Regions from separate parts of the Mus musculus genome. Here all the other regions are linked to region 1. The links are chromatin contacts, called in public ChIA-PET and promoter capture Hi-C maps. All regions are on one chromosome and are shown on one strand. The core of a region is the stretch at or near the end of the contact, and the rest is flanking DNA. Distances in the headings are between cores, read along the strand shown.

Region 1 (4,440 bases), core at 1,630-4,129:
CAGTCTCTCCTTGGACATTTAACAGAGGATGACCTCGGACTTCTGATCCTTTTACTCCCACTTCAAGACTCCTGGGAAAGGACTATAGTTGTGTGCCACCACACCCAGTTTTATGTAATGCTGAGGAACTGAACCCAGTAGATAAGCACTCTACCAACTAAAGTACATCCCAAGCTGTTGGGCATTGAACAGATGAGATTGAAACATTCCATCTCTCAGGAAACTCTTTCAGACAGAAGGTAAACTACACAAAATAGCTTCAGGAAGTCCCTGAAACTGACCAGGTTCACTAGGCTCCTCCCTCCCAAGAGTAAACAGGAAGACTTCCTAGAGTCACTCTCAGACAAGCCTAGATAAGCCTGGCCACAAAGAAGACTCTTAGACAAAAGAAGAAGCCTGAAAGAAGCAGAAACCAGCTAAAATGTCTGGAAGAGGTATAAACGTGTTGGAGGTTGACACTCTCCAGGCTGTGCAGTAGGCTCTAGGTTTCCAGCTTTGGGGAGCTGTCACCCATGCTGGGTGGGCTTTGGTGATACAGGTGTCTTTGAGCCATTTCTGCTCTTGATATTCCTTAACCATATTTCTTTAAGTAACTCTAATAAAACTCATTTGATTGGACTTTGGTGGTATCCACACTTTGGTCTCTTGTGGGCTCCCTCTCTGTGCTGAGTAGATGTGTATTGTTTCCCTTTGGGACAAGTTCCATCAGATAACACATGGCTCTTTCTTGATCTGGGACAAATATGCTTGGGTTGTGAAAACTCATTATGTTTTATACTTGTGTGATGGTTTGTCTTGCGCGCGCCGGACTCGACCAGCAAGAACGACGCTGCAACAGGATCCTTCTGCACACGTTTATTGGGAGAGCTTGATTGCAGAGGCGAAGAGACCCTGAGCCCAGAACTGGTGCTGCTTATATAGGCCTAGGAGAGGCGTGTCTCACACCCGGATTGGTTATGCACTATGCCTCATTTGCATGTTCCTCATCTGATTGGCTACTCTCTCTCTCTGTACCTCACAGAGCCTCATTATCATACCTCATTTGCATGTCTCACATCTGATTGGTTATACTCTCAAAGCCTAATTATCATGCCCGGGCCAGGCAGTGTTTTTGCAAAAAACTTTACTGCATATGTACACATTGGTTGTTTGTCCAAACTTATGCGTGGTGGCCAGCAGTAGTCAGTGCCACTCTGCAACGGCACATGTGGCTTCCCACAGTTTGTATATGCTCGGCCTAGGGAGTGGCACTATTAGAAGGTGTGGCCCTGTTGGAGTAGGTGTGGCCCAGTTGGTGGAGGTGTGACCTTGTTGGAGAAGGTGTTTAAGATCCTCTTTCTAGCTGCCTAGAAGTCAGTATTCTGCTAGCAGCCTTCAGATGAAGATGTTGAACTCTCAGCTCTTCCTGTACCATACCTGCCTGGATGTTAGCCTCTGAACCTGTAACCCAGCCCCAGTTAAATGTTTTTTTATAAGAGTTGCCTTGGTCATGGTGTCTGTTCACAGCAGAAAAACCCTAACTAATACAACTTATGACATGCAATTTTATGTATTTCTATGCTGCTTCAATAAGACACTGAAAGAAGGAATCCCTAGCCCCGCATCTACTACTCATAGTTACCCAAGACAGGTAATGATCTGGTTGCTAGGAAAAAAGAGCAAGGTCACATCTTCAAATTGACATGCTGATACAGTTAAGAGTCTTCAAATTAAGCATGGTTTTTCTCTCCCCTTCCTTCCTTCTTTCCTTCCTTCTGTCCTTCCTTTCCCAGAATTCAGTGTACTACTTCTGATGTTCAGTAATCACCCAAACCAATGGAAGTCTTTAATATTTTGCTGCTAGGGTTCAGGAAATCAGCTTTTAAGTTACCCTTCTCTGACTTTTCTTAGGTTTTTTTTTTTTTTTTTTTTTTTTTTTTTTTTTGGGTTTTCGAGACAGGGTTTCTCTGTATAGCACTGGCTGTCCTGGAACTCACTTTGTAGGCCAGGCTAGCCTCGAAATCAGAAATCTGCCTGCCTCTGCCTCCCGAGTGCGGGATTAAAGGCGTTCACCACCATGCCCGGCTGACTTTTCTTAGGTTTAAGGATTCTCCAACAGGGACATCGTCCGAGTTAAAACCTGGGTTTGATGGTACTTGGAAGGCAGAGGCAGGAAGATCTCTGTGAGTTCAAGGCCAGCCTGGTCACAAAGCGAGTTCCAGGACAGCCAGGGGGTTCATACAGAAAAACCCTGTCTTGAAAAAGCAAAAAAATTTTAAGGGTGGTGGGGTGGGTGGTGGGTGGGGAGGAAACCAATCTAAACAATTCAATTCCTTTTACAGTACCTGTAGGAAAGAATCAGGGCCATTTTCACTTTCCTTCTCCAGAATCCATTTTTCATTCTTCCTATCATTGTCCCCTGTCAGGCTGTGGGTTGACTGAGTTAAATCAGTTTAACTTGGAAGAACTGTCATTTTTACAAAGCTCCCTCTTTTTTACTTAGGACTATGGTAAGCCTCTTCGTGAGTTCAAGTTTAATTTTTATTCTCAGGTAGGATTCTGCAGTTTTCTTCATATAATGTCTAGATTTTTCTTAGTAGAGTTATTACTTGTTTTATGTTCTTGTTGCTACTGTGAATGGAATCTTTCCTCCCCCCTCCCCACCCCCCCATTCAAAACTAAACCCATAGGGCGTTAGGATCTCTATCACTCCTTTCGGCTGTGAGACTCTATGGTTTTCTTGGTTCTATGACAACATTCTATTACCGCCTACATTTTCCGAACCCGAAGGAAGGCGGCAACAGCGAGTACCTGCGCCAAGGTTCCCTCTATCTGGCCTTTGTTCTCCGCTCGATGGTACTGCGCATGCGTAGTTGCCTCAGCACGGTCCCCGCCTTCCCGACCGCGGGCCCAGCTCCGTAGCGCCGGCGCACTGGCGCGCTCCGTTCACACGCTCCGCGGCCTGTAAGGCACCGCGAGTTCCGGCTGTCGCCGTCACCGCCGCGGCTCCTGGAGGTCGGTTGCGACGAGTAACGGCGCCGGGACGAGCCCCGCGCCTTCGTTTCCTATATGTATCCGAATTGGGGCCGGTATGGCGGGAGCAGCCACTATCCGCCGCCGCCGGTGCCGCCGCCGCCGCCACCGGTGGCGCTTCCCGAGGCCTCGCCGGGGCCCGGGTACTCCAGTTCGACGGCTCCCGCGGCCCCTTCCTCTTCAGGCTTCATGAGCTTCCGAGAGCAACACTTGGCGCAGCTCCAGCAGCTGCAGCAGATGCACCAGAAGCAAATGCAGTGCGTGCTCCAACCCCACCATCTTCCTCCGCCCCCGCTGCCACCCCCGCCGGTGATGCCCGGGGGCGGCTACGGAGACTGGCAGCCGCCTCCGCCACCGATGCCCCCGCCACCTGGACCAGCCCTCAGTTATCAGAAGCAGCAGCAGTACAAACACCAGATGATCCACCACCAACGAGATGGGCCTCCGGGTTTGGTTCCAATGGAGCTGGAGTCCCCTCCTGAATCTCCCCCTGTACCTCCAGGATCCTACATGCCCCCATCCCAGTCGTACATGCCTCCACCTCAGCCACCACCCTCGTACTATCCCCCTTCCTCCGCTCAGCCCTACCTGCCTCCTGCTCAGCCATCCCCTTCACAGTCTCCACCTTCCCAGTCCTATCTGGCGCCCACTCCTTCTTATTCTTCCTCGTCCTCCTCACAATCATATTTGAGCCATTCCCAGCCCTACTTACCCCCTTCTCAGGCCTCTCCTTCCCGCTCCTCCCAGGGCCCTTCTAAACCCCAGCTACCACCACCACCGTCCATCCCTTCTGGGAATAAAACAGCTATCCAGCAAGAGCCTTTGGAGAGTGGGGCCAAGAACAAGACTGCTGAACAGAAGCAAGCTGCTCCTGAACCAGATCCCTCTACAATGACTCCACAGGTAAGCACTGTGTCACATCTTTCATTTAGGCTTTACGTGAGCAGGTCTTGGGCTTTAACCAGCTAATGCCTATCGTAATTCCAACAGCCAACGACTAGCCCATTCATACTCCAAAGATCCCCTAAGAGTCAGCCCTGAAAGCCAGGTTTTAAATTGACCATAGATTACCAAAAGAAGAGTAAAGATAAGACTAGGCACTTGAAGTTGTAGTAGGTTGGCACTAGATTTATTTCTCAAATGTATGCCTTAGTTTTCTTTGACCAGCATTCAGTATTTATTGTTGCACAGAGCTTTGTTTTAATTTTTTTTTAAACTAAGATTTTCATGGGGAGGCAGTATAAAAGAAAATTCTTAAAGGACTGATGTTTAAATACATGTAAATATTGACCAGTTAATTTCTTAGGACCAGCAAAATATGCAGGGGCCAGAGATAGCTGTCTGTTTCCAGAAGTGGGTTCTCAGCACATAAAAGATGGAAGTCTCATCATGACATCCTAACTGATGTTGTGAGTTCATGTGGACTCC
Region 2 (4,394 bases), core at 1,714-4,213, 320 kb before region 1:
AGGAATCTGGGCAGCCAGAGATTAGTGTCTCTGGCTGTGGAAGGGTTGGGTGGGAGAGGCTGGAAGTCATTTAGGGAAATGTCTGCTGGGGGAGGGGAGGGTGGCTTTTTTTTTTTTTTTTTTTGAGATAAGGTCTCCTGTAGCCTAGGCTGGCCTCAAACTTGATAGTTACATATGTAGCCAAGAATAATCTTAAACTTCTGATCCTTTTTACCTCAACCTTCAAGTGCTGGGACTACAGGCATGTGCTCATCTACCCGGTGCATGTGATGCCGCGGGTGGGGACCAGGGCTCCCTTCATGTTACACAAGCACTCTGCCAACGAGCTACACCCCTAGTCCCTAAAGAAAAAAAAAGTTAAGAAATTTCATACAGTTATTTACTAACCTCCCCCCACCCCTTATCTTATTTTACTTTGACGAATATTCTCAGTTTGCAACCCAGATTGCCCTGGAACTCATGCATAGACAGCCTGGCCTCCAACTCGTAGCAACCCTCCCGTTTTAGCCTCCAGGGTGCAGGGATTACAGGTGAGTCTGCCACCCAGCTCAGAGCTTGGTGCTGCTGAAGAAGCTATAGAAATATTCATTGGTGTACTGCACACAGCCATCCTTGCGCTCACAAGCACCACCACGTCCCTCAGTTTTGCAGATGGGAAAATGCTGAGAAACAGCTTGCCCAAAGGGGATGCGACTTGAACGGAGGACTTTGTCTTCAGGAAGCTGTGATCCTCAGGCTGCCATTATTCTGTGTCCCTGTCCACCTCTGAGTAGAAGTATTTAGGTACAGGACTGGGAGAAGTGTCTAGAAAGTGGCTTCATGGGGGTTGGAGAGATGGCTCAGTGGTTAAGAGCACTGCTCTTCTGAAGGTCCTGAGTTCAAATCCCAGCAACCACATGATGGCTCACAACCATCCATAATGAGATCTGACACCCTCTTCTGGTGTGTTTGAAGATAGCTACAGTGTACTTAGATATAATAATAAATAAATAAATATTTTTTAAAAAAAGAAAGTGGCTTCATATGGGACGGATGTAACCTGTGGGTGGCAGCAGTCATATGCTCCCGGGGCCTGTGTGTCCATTTCCTATGATACAGGCTTCTGTAGCCTCAGTCTCCCTGTCTGTAAGATGGGAACAGGAAAAGCCCTCTCTGTGGTAGTTTGTTTTTTAAAGGCCCTTTGTGTACTTGAGATGCCATGTCAATCTATGTGTCTGCCCCCACTTCACTGTGATGCGAATGTACCCATGTCACCTTATCTTCTGGGATGCTTCTGAGGAGACCTGCTCTCTGGGAGTTTCTGCCATTTCCTTGCAGAGCTGGAACTGGCTCTGAAGCCAGCTATGCCTTTCAGAGCATGCAGGGTTAGTTCCAGGGACAGAGGCTGGAATGTTGGAAATTCAAATGAGTTGCATGAACACCTTTTATTTTTGTTCCGAACATCCGAGTCTCCCTGTGGGGACTCCTCTGCCCAGAGTGGTTCCTCCCCTTGTGCAGGAGAAGATGTGAGAGCCCCTGGGGACAGGATGAAGCAAGGTTATCACCCTTTCACCCACCAAAAATAGCAAGGACCAGGGTGTCAGCCCTACAGAGGGGATGTGGGGGGGAGCCTTTGAACCAGGAGATACATAGGAGCTAAGGCTGAGTCTGTTAATGTTCAGGAGGGTGGCAGCAGGTGGTCCTGGGTTTTCTTTGCCTCCAGAAAGGCTGATTCCACCAGCCCAGATCAGCAGTGCCAGGGCCTGGGTAGCGAGGCCAGAGGTTAGCTCATAACCTGCTGTGTGACACTGGGTAACCCATCCTTTCAGGGTTTCCATCGTTCCTTCCGCAGCCCGGTCATCTGTGGCATGATCACTTACAGTTCCTTCCTTCGCAGCGTCCCAGGGATTCATGCCCTGAAAGACTTGAATACTGTCTTGTTGCAGTTCTTCTTTAGAGTGGGGTTCGGGCCTGGTCAGTTTGTGACCTGGGCTGAGATCATTAAAAAGCAGCAAGAATATTTGGTTGTGAAGATGGTGGGTTTCCTACAGCTCCGTCCTGGGGGAGCTGCTTTAGGGAGGGAGAGGCTGTGAGCACAGATACAGCCATGAAGCCTTCATGGCCAGGGACAGATGGATATTTAGCCATCAGGGCAGTCCAGGCACAGACCTATGTAAGCATTTGGATATGGGAGCTAGTGGCTATCTGCTAACTCTGTTTTTGTTTGTTTGTCCAGTTGTTTTGCCCCACTCCATCCCAGCCACACCTCCCACAATCCTTCTTCCCCATCCCCCTCTCCTCATAACTGCTAACTTTTTTTTTTTTTTCGAAAATGGCTAACTTTTATGTTCTAGGGTAAGAAGAGATTTGGGGTCCTGGGCCCATGGCCAGGGCAACAGAAAGTGAAGTATTTGAAAGGACAGAGCCTCCTTATTCACTGGTATGAAATCATGTCACCATTTTGACAATCTGTGTGACTATATGAAGACTCGGTGTCCCATCGGCCTGCTTATGGGGAGGGCAGGTCAGAACGGCTGCTGAGCCTTGGAACTGGTTCCTAGTCGTCAGAAAAAGGCCTTTTCTTAGAATGGAGACAGGCTGTTGTCCTTACTTGGCCAGTCTCCCACCCTCTTGCCTGCCCTGGGGCGGTAGGAAAATGGCTTTCTCACCAGGGCACTCCTCGTGCCTTTCCTCACAGGACCCCTTGGCTTTACTAAGAAAGGAGCTTACTTACCAGCTGCCAAACCCCAGGCCAGGTGGCCTCAGCTCCACTTCCCCTCCCAGCACGACTGTCCCCCTCTGCCACATACCTCATACACTAAGCAAGGATGTTTCTGTTTCTTATCTTCATCTCAGAAAGCAAACCTTGTCATGGAGTTAGAAGGTCGAGGGGCAGTGGGGGCAGTGAGGGGGACCCTGAACTCTTGGTGTGTGTGATGGTGGTGGTGGTGGTGCTAGCCGCCAGACTTCCCTGTGCAGCAATTTCGGTTTCTATTTTAAACAGTTTGGGTTGGTTGCTTCCCTGCCTTCCTGCTGGGTGTTTATAGTGAGGAAAATAATTGGTAATATTTGCACAGATGTGCCGGCACTGCAGCTCATCACAGGCACCTTTACCCAGGGGACTGCCCCAGCCCCAGCCCCCCAGTCTCTCTGCCAGTCAGAGGAACCAGCCGACAGCCCTGGGCCTCGGGCAGGAGGCGCAAGCAGGGCTGAGAAGCAGGAGGACTGAAGTGCCCCAGGCATGCCAGAGGCAGGACTCATCCAGAGTGGGGGAGAGTGGTTGCCTGTGCTCCAAGGACTCTAGGACAAGCCCAGGCTCCACACAACAGGCCCTTCCCAGGAGGAGGAAGCCCCCAGAGCCATTTCTCACCCCATCATCTTTGGTAGACCCTGAATTTGTATCTGAGGGTAGGGATGGAAGGGAGAAGGCTGTGTGGAGGATGGGGTGGGGGTGGGGCGGGGAAGACTAGAGTTAGAAGCAGCAAATCAAACTAGTAAGAGTGGTGTATGTCTATATGAGGCAGCCTGAGAGACAGACTGAGACTCCATCTTAAGAAAGAAGGGAAGAGAGCTTGGTAGTGTTTGCCTTTAAGCCTTTAATCCCAGTACCGGGAGGCAGAGGCCAGCCTGGTCTGCAGAGTTGAGTTCTAGAATAGCCAGGGTCTTGAAACCCCTCAAAAAGGGCAGGGGTTGGAGAAAAAGAAAAAAGAGAAAGAAGGGAAGAGAGAAAGGAAAGGAGGAAACAAGGGATGGAGGATACTGGAAGCCATTTGTCTCTATTTCCTTCTTCTCAAGGCCCACAAGCATACTGAAAGACAGGGAAGGGAGTAGATGTTGTCTGGGCTGTGAGGCAGCCTGCCTAGTTAGGCCTGGGGTCTTGAGCCAGCCTAGAGAAGGAATGGGGGGGGGGCGTGGAGCTGGGTGAGAGTCCTCAGCATCCTTCTTGGTCTCTTGAGTATTCACGTGCTGCATGCAGTCTGCATGGTGCACAGCTGGGCCTGTTTGTAGGAGTGTATATATGCAAATATGTGCACACATGGATATGAATGTGCATGTGTGTGTGAGGGTTTGGGTTTCTTCGAAGCTAACCCTGAGAAACATCCAATGGGGAGCCATTTCAGCCAGTGCAGAAGGGCAATGGGAAAGAGGGAAGCAGCTAGTGAGGGCCACTGGTTACCAATGAACTGCTTCAGTGAAAGGTAGAAAGAGGTCCTACTGGGGACCCCAGGAACTAGGGGCAATACACCTAGTCTCCAACCCAAGGGGCAAGACATCAAAGCTATTCACCCACCCTGGCTCAGTGCCCTATCTTGTGTCAACCCTGAAGAGCACTCTGGTTCTACCCTGGATTGGTCAGACTGTTTATCTGGACTGCCTGGCAGCCTGGCCTCTCCCTATTCCCAGACCGGCCAACT
Region 3 (4,908 bases), core at 1,397-3,896, 300 kb before region 1:
CTGTCCATTAACTCCAGAGAGCTGATTCTTGCCAGTGCCGCACCGCACGGACAGCTGGGAGCCAGAAAGCGCTGACGTGGGGGAGGGACCAGCCCCCACCCTGGCTGGGCACTCAGGGGAAGTAAGAGAGGTCACTGGCAGGGCTTAGTCAGCTCTACCCGAGTGCCAATTAGCTAAGGGTTTTCTGAGTGTTGGCTGTGCCTTCCGCAGTTGAGGGAAAATGATTGTAAGAGAAGCTCATTTTATTTATTTATTTATTTATTTATTTATTTTAAAAAAATAGAAGTCTCTCCACGGGGATGGATCTTTCCTAACCATCTTCTAGTCTTCCTAGGAAGGAGATTTAAGCCAGGCAGGGATTCTGGGAAGAGAGGGTCAAGCCCCTGGCCCACTATTCTTTGGTGGGGTAGTTCTCGGCCTCTTGGCTTGGAGGCTAAGGTACTACCACCTTGGTCACTCCATATACACTGTAGTTTTCCTTGAGAAATAAGGAAAACAGGACTGCCAAGTGTTTTAAGTGGCCTTTCCTGCTTCTTCTGGTTTTTCTTCCACTCCATTCGTAAAGTCCACTTCATCCCAAAAAGGCATTAACTTACTTGTCAGGTCAGGTTAATGGAAGTGGCATCCTGTATCCAAGGAGAAGAACAAACTTAGAAGTTTGTGGTTTGGGCCAGCCTCGGAGAGCTCTAGAGAACACGAGGCCCTGGGAGTCTTAGGGCTCATCTGTTTCTAGCCTCTCCAGTTACGGATGAGAAAACAGAAGGGAAGGCACCTGCCCAAGACAGTCAGACAGATCTGTAACCAAACCGAGGGCCCCTGATTTCCAGTCAAACACGTTGACTGATACATTGTCACAGTTCATCCCTGCGTTTTCCAGCCAATTACCGAGTCCTTCCTAGGTTCCAGGTGCTGTGGGGGGAGGGGGGGGGGAGGGAAGCACAGAGGAAGCACAATCCCTGCTCCAAAGAGCTATTTTCCCTAGATCTGCGATTCTTGGAGAAACATAAAAACAAAAACTATGAGTCAGACTCTCGCCCTATATTATCTCCTATAGGTGTTGATGGAGGAAGGGGGCAGGAAATCCTCTTATTTCCTGGAGATTTATGAGTTGGACTTCACTGTTTCTGGGACTCCTTAGAGGCTGCAGGCAGAAGGAGCCAAGGCTGGACTGCAGAATAGGGGTTAAGGGCGGCAGTAAGCTGATCACTGTTAGCAGGCCCGACTAGGGGACTGGGGCAGTGAGAGGAGCTCACTGCGGGGAGATGTCTCTCCTGGCATCTCAGGACAGTTTCCTGAGGTGGACAGATGCCCAAGGCTCTTATCCTCATCTTAGAGATGAGGAGACTGGGCTTAATAAGCTTGGACAACTAATGCCAGGAATTAGAAGCTGCCAACCAGAGCCTTTTGACCTCCAAGGGTGCGGAATTGAGCTGGGTGGGAGGGTGCCGAGGAGCCAGTCTGAAGACCGTGGTCAACCACAGCAGTGAACTAGTCTACCTCTACGCAGTTTTATTTCCATGGGTCTGTTCTGCCACTCACAGAACTCTGGGCTGAAGAACTGGAAGCACTTTGCAGGCCTGAATGAGCTCATGCTACATACTCTTGCCAGAGAGAGAGAGAGAGAGAGAGAGAGAGAGAGAGAGAGAGAGAGAGAGAGAGAGAGAACCAAATGGAAGCTCTGTCGGGGTCATCAGCACTCAGGCATATAATAGAAAACCAGATCCGGGTCCACTACGTTGTCTTCCCAAACCAAGCAGTGTGATGCAAGCCCAGCCCCTTTTCAAGAGGAAGAGAGTCACGGAAAAAGCTGAGGAACCTGTCACCTTTTCCTTTCCCCCAAAGAAATGTATTAACCAGTCCTGAGGAGATAGACAACCCCTGCCCCCATTTCCCTGTCCCAAGGGCTATTCCAGGGCAAAGAAACCCAAGAGCAAAGAGATCACAGCTTCTCCAGTCACTCTAGTGACCAGGCTTGGATGGGAAGGAATAGCTGAGTGAAATCCACTCAGATTTGACCAATGTCATGGAATCTTAGTGGAGACTGATACTAGGGAGTCTGGGAGACTCACATCAATGTTCCTGTAATCAGTAGGCAAGGTGTCTCAGAGCTGTCTCAGGTCAGGGCCAAGACCTGGAGGTACAGGGTCAAGGTGCCCAGGTACCTATCACAGTCTGGATGCCTCAAGTCTCTCCTAGAGTCACCCAACAAGGAGGTGAAGAGTGGGGCTGGACCTGGCCAGAGCTCTGAAGGAGTGCGAGGACCTGTAGGGGTTGGAGCTTCAGCACTGCTAGGCTCCCCCAGCATTCCCCAGCTCTCTCGGTGCCTAGCTCTGCGCTCCCGCTGCGCCCCCAGACGGCTCCTTACCTGTCGCTCTGCGGACCGTCCCGCCTCCTCGCGGGGCTCGGGGACCGGGCATGGGCCGGCGAGCAACGGCGTCCCCGCCTCGCGGCCGCGGTGAAGCTTCCAGGAGAGCTCCCTGCTCCCGGCCCGCGTCCCTGCCGCTGTCGCCGCCGCTGCTTCAGAACCGTGGACAGCTCCCGCTCGCCCGCCGCCGCCCCGCGCGCCCTACACGGTCCCGGGAGCCCCGCATCCCGGCTCCGCCGCGCTCAGCTCTCAGCCCGGCCCGAGGCGGCTCCGCGCCGACTTGGGGGAGCGGCGAGGAGGGTCCCCGCCTCCCGCCGCCACCGCCTGCCTCTCGCCTCCGTGCTCCCTTCCACGCTCCAGAACCAGCCCACCAGGCACTCCGGACCCAGCTCCCGGGAGGGGAGGGGCGGGGCGGGGCGGGGCGGGAAGTCGGGGAGCCCGGAGGAGGCGGCGGCGGCGCGAGGGGCGCGCAGCTGGAACCGGCTTTTCTGCTTCCTGGAGCCAAACCCTCTTCTCCAGCTTTTCTCCCCTGCCTCCTCTCGCGCACCCCAGAAGCGATGCGCGCGCGACCCTTGAGCTTCTTAGAGTATTTTTGAGCTCTGAGGCTCCCAAGCTCTGAGTTCAAATTATTGATCAGCCCTACAAAGAGAAACAAACAAACAAAAATATTTATTGAATGCCTACTAAATAAACCACGCCAGGTTATTTATTTATTTAGCCAGAGTGATCTCATTTAATTATCTTAACAATCTACTAGGTACCCTCTGTCTCCCAAACATGGATGAGTTGTGCTGAGGTCAACACAGCTTAAATATCGGGATTTGGAGACTTCAGTTCTGTTGGGAAGTATATAGGTTCTATAGCCCATGAGTTTTGGTGATAGTTTGTTCCAAACACTGTGTGACCCAGAGGAAGTTACAAAACCTGTCAAATTCTCCAGACGGAATCCATCAATGAGGGGGTCATATAAGGACATATATGTGACACATTGGCATCCAATAGGCTCAGTGGGTGAGCCATCTCTGTCATTCTCCCATGAGGAGGCCTGAAATCTAATCTGACTGTAGGGTTCTGGCGGCTCTGTGTTCCCAACTATGCGGCTCTTTTTTTTCTTCTTCTTGAGCTCCCATAGATTTTTATTTTTTTAGATTTATTCATTATGGGTGGTTATGAGCCACCATGTTATTGCTGGGATTTGAACTCAGGATCTTCAGAAGAACAGTCAGTGCTCTTACCTGCTGAGCCATCTTGCTAGCCCTTTAATTTAATTTAATTTAATTTAACTTAATTTAATTTAAATTTTTGTCATTTGTTTTGTTTTGTTTTGTTTTTTGTCTTTTTAAGCATGGTGAGAGATTAGCCCTACCGCGAGTGTTGTGAATGGATGGATACCAGCATTGTTCATGCCTTCCCCTCTACCCATGACAAGGTCTTGAGATTCATCATGGTACCCAGAGGACAGGAAAAAAGGCATATTCTCATTAAAGGAAGGTAAATAGCGATGGGCAAAGGGAACTCCAGAGCACGCTGAAGCTGAGGCAGCTGTAGAATCCTGGGAACAAAACTCTGCAGTGACCCCTCCCTTCTCCCATGTCGGGATGCCAACCTACACTGAATGGGAGGGAGCTCTTGTGGGCGCAGAACATCTAAAGCAGTTCCCTTTAGCTCCCAGCCTGCAGAGGAAGGGCCACGGTCTGGTCTCTTTGGGTTTCTCCTTCAAACCCGGCAGAGAGCTTCCTTGGCCTAGGGTTGGTCACGGGTCTTTTCCTGGCTCTGTCCACTAGAGTTATACTAGGAAGGCTCCTGCCCCACATGCATGTAAGTAAACCCCTTCCTAAAAGCATCATCTCTTGTGTTACTTAGCTCACTTTTAGTCTCCCTGCCATAGGCACATAAGGCCCTTGCTTGTCTTTGGCCTCCCCCTGCTTGCCCCTTCCCCACCCTGGTTTTTGTCAATGCCTGGGCTGCTTACTAAATTACTAATTAAAAGGATAATCATAATAATATTAATAAAATAATAATAATAAGCCAGTGAAGCAAAAGCTGAATAGGAATTTCAAATACTAATGTTGATAATTAAGTGCTGCTGTCTGGAGGGAAGGCTCCAAGAGAGACCTATAGTTGGTGGTGTGTCACCGAGCCATGGCCTGGGTGCCAGGGAACCTTAGGTGCTGGTCTTCCTTTGTCACTGACTGTGCAACTTCTGGCAGTTGCCTAATCTTCCTGGGCCTTTGCTCCTTTAGGATTGTAAACCCTTCTGTAGCTTTGAAGTAGGAAAATAAGCATTGTGTAATGGGGAATGGGGAACAGTGGCTAATGCAGCAATAAGAACTTCCAGGGAAATTACCTTTTACTGCCTGCAAGGGATAGGTGGGACTGAGTCTGTACCTCTCTCTGTATGTCTCCAGTGGGTTTTTTCTATATCCCTCTGTCCTTTCTCCATCATGCAGTGTGAGGAAATTTAGCACCGGGAATGTAAAGAAAAGCCCAAGTCTAGATCTTTGAAGGATTTACACTGGAGGGTTTTTAGAAAGTTAGACATG
Region 4 (5,078 bases), core at 1,467-3,966, 310 kb after region 1:
GAGTTCTAGACAAACCAGGGCTACCAAGTGAGAGCCTGTCTCATAAACAAAAATAAAAACCAACCAACCAACCAACCAAGCCACTCCACCAGTCCTGGATAAAATAATCTTGGTGTGTGGGTGCTACAGCTGCCAATATAACCTTCTGAAGTGTTTCTCAGACATTGTTTCTCCTAATCTTCAAAACAACCTTACACAGTAGGTTGTAGTCACAAAGTAAGAAGTCCAAACTCACGTTAGGGGTGAAAGGCAGAGCCAAGGAATGACTCTTCCCTCCCTTCTAGCTGAACTGAGATAAAGGGATACCCAGAAGCATCATATGCAGAATGCTTTTCCCAAGCTATTAACCTGAACCCAGGAAAGCAGGAATTCTACTTTCTAGTTTTCAGAAAGAGCACGTGTGTGCTCATGCCACTGAGTGCAGGCAGAAGGACATCTGCTGGGAGGGAGGGAACTCTTCCCCACCACTGTGGGCTCTGGGGACTGAACTCAGACTGTCAGGTTTATATGGCAAGTGCTTTTCTTAGCTGAGCCTTAAGCTGAGCCCCAACCTTAAGCCATTTTTTAGAATCTACTTTAAAATGGTTCATCAAGGGCTAGGGATGTAGTTCAGTATCAAGCATTTGCCTACCATGTGTAAGATATTGGATTCAATCCCCAGTATTGCACAAATATACAAATAAAATGGTTAGAATAAGAATGTACTCAGGTAGTAGTGGTGCACGCCTTTAATTCCAGCACTCAGGAGGCAGAGGCAGGAGGATCTCCCAAGTTCAAGCCCAGACTGGTCTACTCAGAGAGTTCCAGGAAGGCCAGAAACACAGAAAACCCTGTCTCAAAACAAAACAAAACAAACCATCCAACCAAAAAAAAAAAAAAAAAAAAAAAAAAGAATGTATACATACCTACCAAAAGAAGTAATTTGTTATTACTATTACTGAGCCTATATGGTAGGCATATGGGTGTTTGTTATAATGTTTAAACATTTTCACAATAAAAATAGAAAAGCCAAACAATTAGTAACAAAAAAAACCAATAGAAGTTAGGTGTTATAATAAGCTAGATAGGTCCAAGGGCTCCTGGAATCAAGTTCAAAGTCCCATCATTGAGAGACAGGGAGTCACAAAGAGCTAAGTCTACTTTTACTTTGCAGCTTGTTTCTGTGACCTTTCAAAGCAGATTTAGAATTCAATTACTCTTTTAATGGATGTTCTCACCTGCTGGCCTCCTTCCAATTTCTTGTTGAGCTTTTGTAGTTGGGTAAACATCTGGAGGTTTTCTTGCTGGAGCTTCTGCTGTTCTTCCAGACACTTTAACACCAGAGCCTGCAACCTGTCAACCTCCACCTGCAGAGCACTGCACGCACAAGCAGCAGAGGTCAGGGCTTTCCCAACACACGGCACTGCAGGATCCAGCCGAGGGGGCTAGGGACAAGGAGGAGATAATGCACAGGATCTGCCATGGCTCCCCAGTACAAACAGTTTCCGTTAACCAGCAAGATAATACAAAAATACGCAAAAACAGGTGCAAATGAAGGAAAAAAAAAAAAAGCCTGGATTCCAGTGGCACTTGGTACTAACAGGACAGTGTTTAGTGCTGCTGCAGAATCATCTATTTGGGAGGATTTTACAAAACTCTTACTTTCTTGGTTTTTGTTTTTGTTTTTTGAGACAGGGTTTCTCTGTATAGCCCTGGCTGTCCTGGAACTCACTCTGTAGACCAGGCTGGCCATGAACTCAGAAATCCACCTGCCTCTGCCTCCCGAGTGCTGGGATTAAAGGCATGTGCCACCATGCCCGGCAATTCTTACTTTAATATGTTCTACTTTAAAGTGCTGAAGTGCTGAAGTGAAGTTCTGATCAAGTGAGTGAGGTTCATAAAATGTAGTTGGTCACACTGTGTCAGAGATTCGAGAAGAGTTTGTGAAGAACACTGACAAGACAATTTAAGAAGGCCAACCCAGGAGGGGAAAGGTTTACTCTCAGGTTTTAAGGGCTTTGTTGCCACTCTCCTGGGAAGGCTTTCAGTTATTCTAGTTGGGATTTTTCTCCCATATACACTTTTAAAATTAGCAGGTCAGAGCCAGGTGTGGAATGCACACTTTCATCCCAGCACTTGGGAGGCAGAGGCCGACGAATCTCTGTGAGTCTGAGGCCAGCCTTGTGTACAGAGTGAGTTCCAGGGAAGCCAGAGTCACACAGAGAAACCCTGCCTCAAAAGCAAAATAATAATTAAATAAAAATGAGATGAATAGCAGGTTAGCAAATGCTAGCTGGGGACTCATCCATTCTGTATCACAGGCTGAACACCGCTAGCCTGAAAAGCCTACTTGCTCCTAAGTCCAACACTGTGTGAGCACTGACACGATACCATGAGGGAAATATCACACCTAAGCTCCTGAGATAGACGGCCTGCAGTCCAGAATAGGTATATTAAAATATGACACAAAATAACCTCCAACCACAAAATGGCCTTTAAGCTATGTTTACACAGCATTATGTATATACAGATATTCCAAAATACACCAAAATGTGAGATTGAAAGACTTCTGGGTCCCACTCATCTGGGCAAGAGACACTCAATCTGCATCTGTGACTGCTTTGTGCTATGACGTCAGAGCTGTAGCTGCAAAGGGTTAAACAGCCCACAAAGTCATGTGACGATGCCGTGGCTTCTCTAGATCTGTGGTGCCCTCTGGTTTAGAACTGATTTACAGTTTCACTTCTACCCAGGCTGGCTGTATGCTGTTCTTTCAGCAGACTCCAGGCATTGCTTCTTACATACAGCTCAGCTAACACTCATGGTGCCATTAAAACTGAGTTTGGAGCCTAGGAACGTGGCTATCTGTGAAGAGTTTGCTTAGCATGTAGAGAACCCTGGGCTGGACCCCACACTGCATAACTGGGTGTGTGGCACATGTCTATATCATCATCTGGGAGGGAGATAGAGGCAGGAGTAACAGAGGTTAAAGGTCATCCTCCATCCTTGGCTGGGCTACAGAACCTGCCCCATAAAGAAACAAACCGTCACAACAAAAAGACCATTTGGAAATTCATGGTTCAGCTTAGTACTCCTGAGGAAGAAAGGAAGAAATGACCCTCTTGTGCTGGAAGGCAGAGCGGCAACTGCCAGGACAGTGCAGCACTGGCCCCGAAAGTGAGAGGACATGATGAAGCCAGGAGAGCCCAGGCACAAACAGCCACTGTCAGTTACCCAGGCTCCTGCTGCACGCTGGGGCTCCGGAGGAACTTCAGATGCGACCTTGAGTCCCTGCAGCTCTTCATAGGGCAGCGTGTCCTTCTCAGACTGTGAAAACGCCGCACTTAAGGGAGCGGGGCTGTCAGGCATGGGAATGAACTCTGCGTTTTCCAGCTCCTAGGCAGACAAGAAAGAATCTCACCAGTTTGGCTGCAGCAAGTTCCTTTCTCCCACGGTCTTTGTAGCTTTCACTTTCACGCTGCTGTGACAGCAGCGCCCTCTAGTGGTACAGAATGGTGGCTGACCACATATATTGCCTAACCTGGAACCAAACTTCAGCGATGCTAGCTCAAGTTCAGCAAGTTGTATCTGGTTCATTTCCCAACACAATTCTACACACACTGTCTGCTGGTCAGGAAGCTTGACGGCAAGGCACTGAGGCCTCCTTCCAGGCTGCCTTTAGTCCCAGCACTTGGGAAACAGAGACAAGTGGAACTCTTTGAGTTCTAAGCCTGCCAGGACTACAAACTGAGACCCCGTTTTAAAACAAAACACAGATGTCTTCACGGGTGGGAAAGTGAAGCCTTGACTCCTGTCTCAATTAGTAGGGCACTAGAAACTGAGACCTTGGCAGCCCTCACTAGCTCCTGTCACAGGCTTATCTGAAGCATCTGTTCTGAGGGCATTACCTTCCGAAGCCAGCCAGGACAGGAGCTGCTAGCCCCACAGCTGTTTCCCACGGCCTCCGTGGGACTGATTAAGCCTTCCATCCCACGGTCTGCTTCCATTGTTCCTCGGAAGCCTCCGCTTGGATCTGGAGTTTCAGATTCCTGTTGACTGTCTTCCTCTTCACCCCCGCCGCCGCCGCCACCACCACCACCACCACCAATGCCACCTCCTGGGCTGGAGCTCTGAACCACTGGTAGATGTGTAGCATAGGAAAGAAAGAGCTTCGTTAGGCCACAGAGATTTAGCATCTGACACCTCATTCACCCCCACAGAAGGTCCTAGAATTGCACAAAGTGGAACGTTCAAACAAATATTTGAGACTAAATTGTTTTTACATAGATAGCATTTGAATTTGTAAAAATTATTCTAAAAAGATTTTTTAAAAAAAATTTTATGGGTATGGGTGGTTTCAGCTGCATGTATGTCTGGTACCATGCACATGCATTGCCCTTGGAGGCCAGAAGAAGGTGTCAGATCCTCTGCAACTGGAGTTACAGATGGTTGTCAGCAGTCATTTGAGTGCTAGGAACCAAACCCCAGTTCTCTGTAAAAGCAACAGGCACTCTTAACTGCTGGATTGTTTTTCCAGCTCCACAGTATTTTTAAGTTATCACATTGATTTATTATGTGTGTGGATGTGGGCATGTGTGTATACACTGTACTGTAAAGGTTAATTCTCTTTTTCTATCACGTGAGTCCCAGGACTGAACTCAAATTGTCATGATGGCAGTATAAGCCTTTCATCATGAGCCATCTTATGGGCCTACATTTTTTCTTCCTCTTCTCTCTCTCTTCTCTCTCTCTCTCTCTCTCTCTCTCTCTCTCTCTCTCTCTCTCTCTCTCTCTCCTTATTTTGGCTTTTTGAGACAAAGTTTCTTTGTGTAGCCCTAGCTGTACTGGGACTTGCTCTGAAGATCCGGCTGGCCTCTGGAACTCAGAAATCCGCCTGCCTCTGCCTTCCAAGTGCTGGGATCAAAGGTGTGCGCCACCAACACCCAGTTTACAAATTTTAATTCTTGAGACAGGAAGGATCCTCATGCCACCCAGGCTGGCCTTGAACCTCTGACCTTACTACTGCACTTATTTCTACTTCTTAGTGCTAGGATGATAAGCATGTGCCACCATGCCAGGCTTACATAAAGGTATGTGTT

The links. Promoter capture Hi-C pulls out the DNA fragments that hold promoters and counts their contacts. ChIA-PET counts read pairs in DNA pulled down with a chosen protein or histone mark.
Region 2: an RNA polymerase II ChIA-PET map of memory CD8 T cells shows a contact between it and region 1, with 9 read pairs. The contact joins the enhancer-like site here to the promoter of Ylpm1 in region 1. A contact is called at or near these places in 6 of 39 promoter capture datasets (the 3T3-L1 cell line, embryonic stem cells, hippocampal neurons and 3 more), 1 of 484 Hi-C or Micro-C datasets (embryonic stem cells), 4 of 115 datasets of contacts at active chromatin or transcription factors (bone marrow-derived macrophages, embryonic midbrain, memory CD8 T cells and 1 more) and 1 of 9 other capture datasets (embryonic stem cells).
Region 3: a contact with region 1 is called in a promoter capture Hi-C map of pre-B cells, with 2.8 times the contacts expected there. The contact joins the promoter of Syndig1l here to the promoter of Ylpm1 in region 1. A contact is called at or near these places in 6 of 39 promoter capture datasets (the 3T3-L1 cell line, cranial neural crest, frontonasal cranial neural crest and 3 more) and 2 of 115 datasets of contacts at active chromatin or transcription factors (embryonic midbrain and embryonic stem cells).
Region 4: an RNA polymerase II ChIA-PET map of memory CD8 T cells shows a contact between it and region 1, with 32 read pairs. The contact joins the enhancer-like site here to the promoter of Ylpm1 in region 1. A contact is called at or near these places in 11 of 39 promoter capture datasets (the 3T3-L1 cell line, the HPC-7 cell line, embryonic stem cells and 6 more), 1 of 484 Hi-C or Micro-C datasets (embryonic stem cells), 4 of 115 datasets of contacts at active chromatin or transcription factors (embryonic stem cells, large pre-B cells, memory CD8 T cells and 1 more) and 1 of 9 other capture datasets (embryonic stem cells).

What each region holds. Positions count from the first base shown.
Region 1 is chr12:84,993,442-84,997,881 of GRCm38.p6, forward strand. It overlaps Ylpm1 (YLP motif containing 1), which reads left to right and starts at 2,880. Exons shown (of 21, transcript NM_178363.4): 1 at 2,880-3,915. The coding sequence starts at 3,049.
Region 2 is chr12:84,672,243-84,676,636 of GRCm38.p6, forward strand. No RefSeq gene overlaps it. Among named protein-coding and RNA genes, the nearest start is that of Syndig1l, 24 kb to the right of the region's middle. Within about 2 kb of position 2,964, at least 80 of the 459 cell types and tissues checked have an H3K27ac peak or open chromatin away from gene starts, as enhancers often do. A contact at or near this core is called in bone marrow-derived macrophages, memory CD8 T cells, pre-B cells and 1 more, where this site is marked.
Region 3 is chr12:84,696,161-84,701,068 of GRCm38.p6, forward strand. Syndig1l (synapse differentiation inducing 1 like) reads right to left here and starts at 2,647. Exons shown (of 4, transcript NM_001033334.2): 1 at 2,366-2,647.
Region 4 is chr12:85,302,250-85,307,327 of GRCm38.p6, forward strand. Nek9 (NIMA (never in mitosis gene a)-related expressed kinase 9) reads right to left here. Exons shown (of 22, transcript NM_145138.2): 19 at 3,888-4,117; 20 at 3,214-3,375; 21 at 1,218-1,424. Among named protein-coding and RNA genes, the nearest start is that of Zc2hc1c, 16 kb to the left of the region's middle. Within about 2 kb of position 2,717, at least 106 of the 459 cell types and tissues checked have an H3K27ac peak or open chromatin away from gene starts, as enhancers often do. A contact at or near this core is called in hematopoietic stem and progenitor cells, liver, memory CD8 T cells and 1 more, where this site is marked.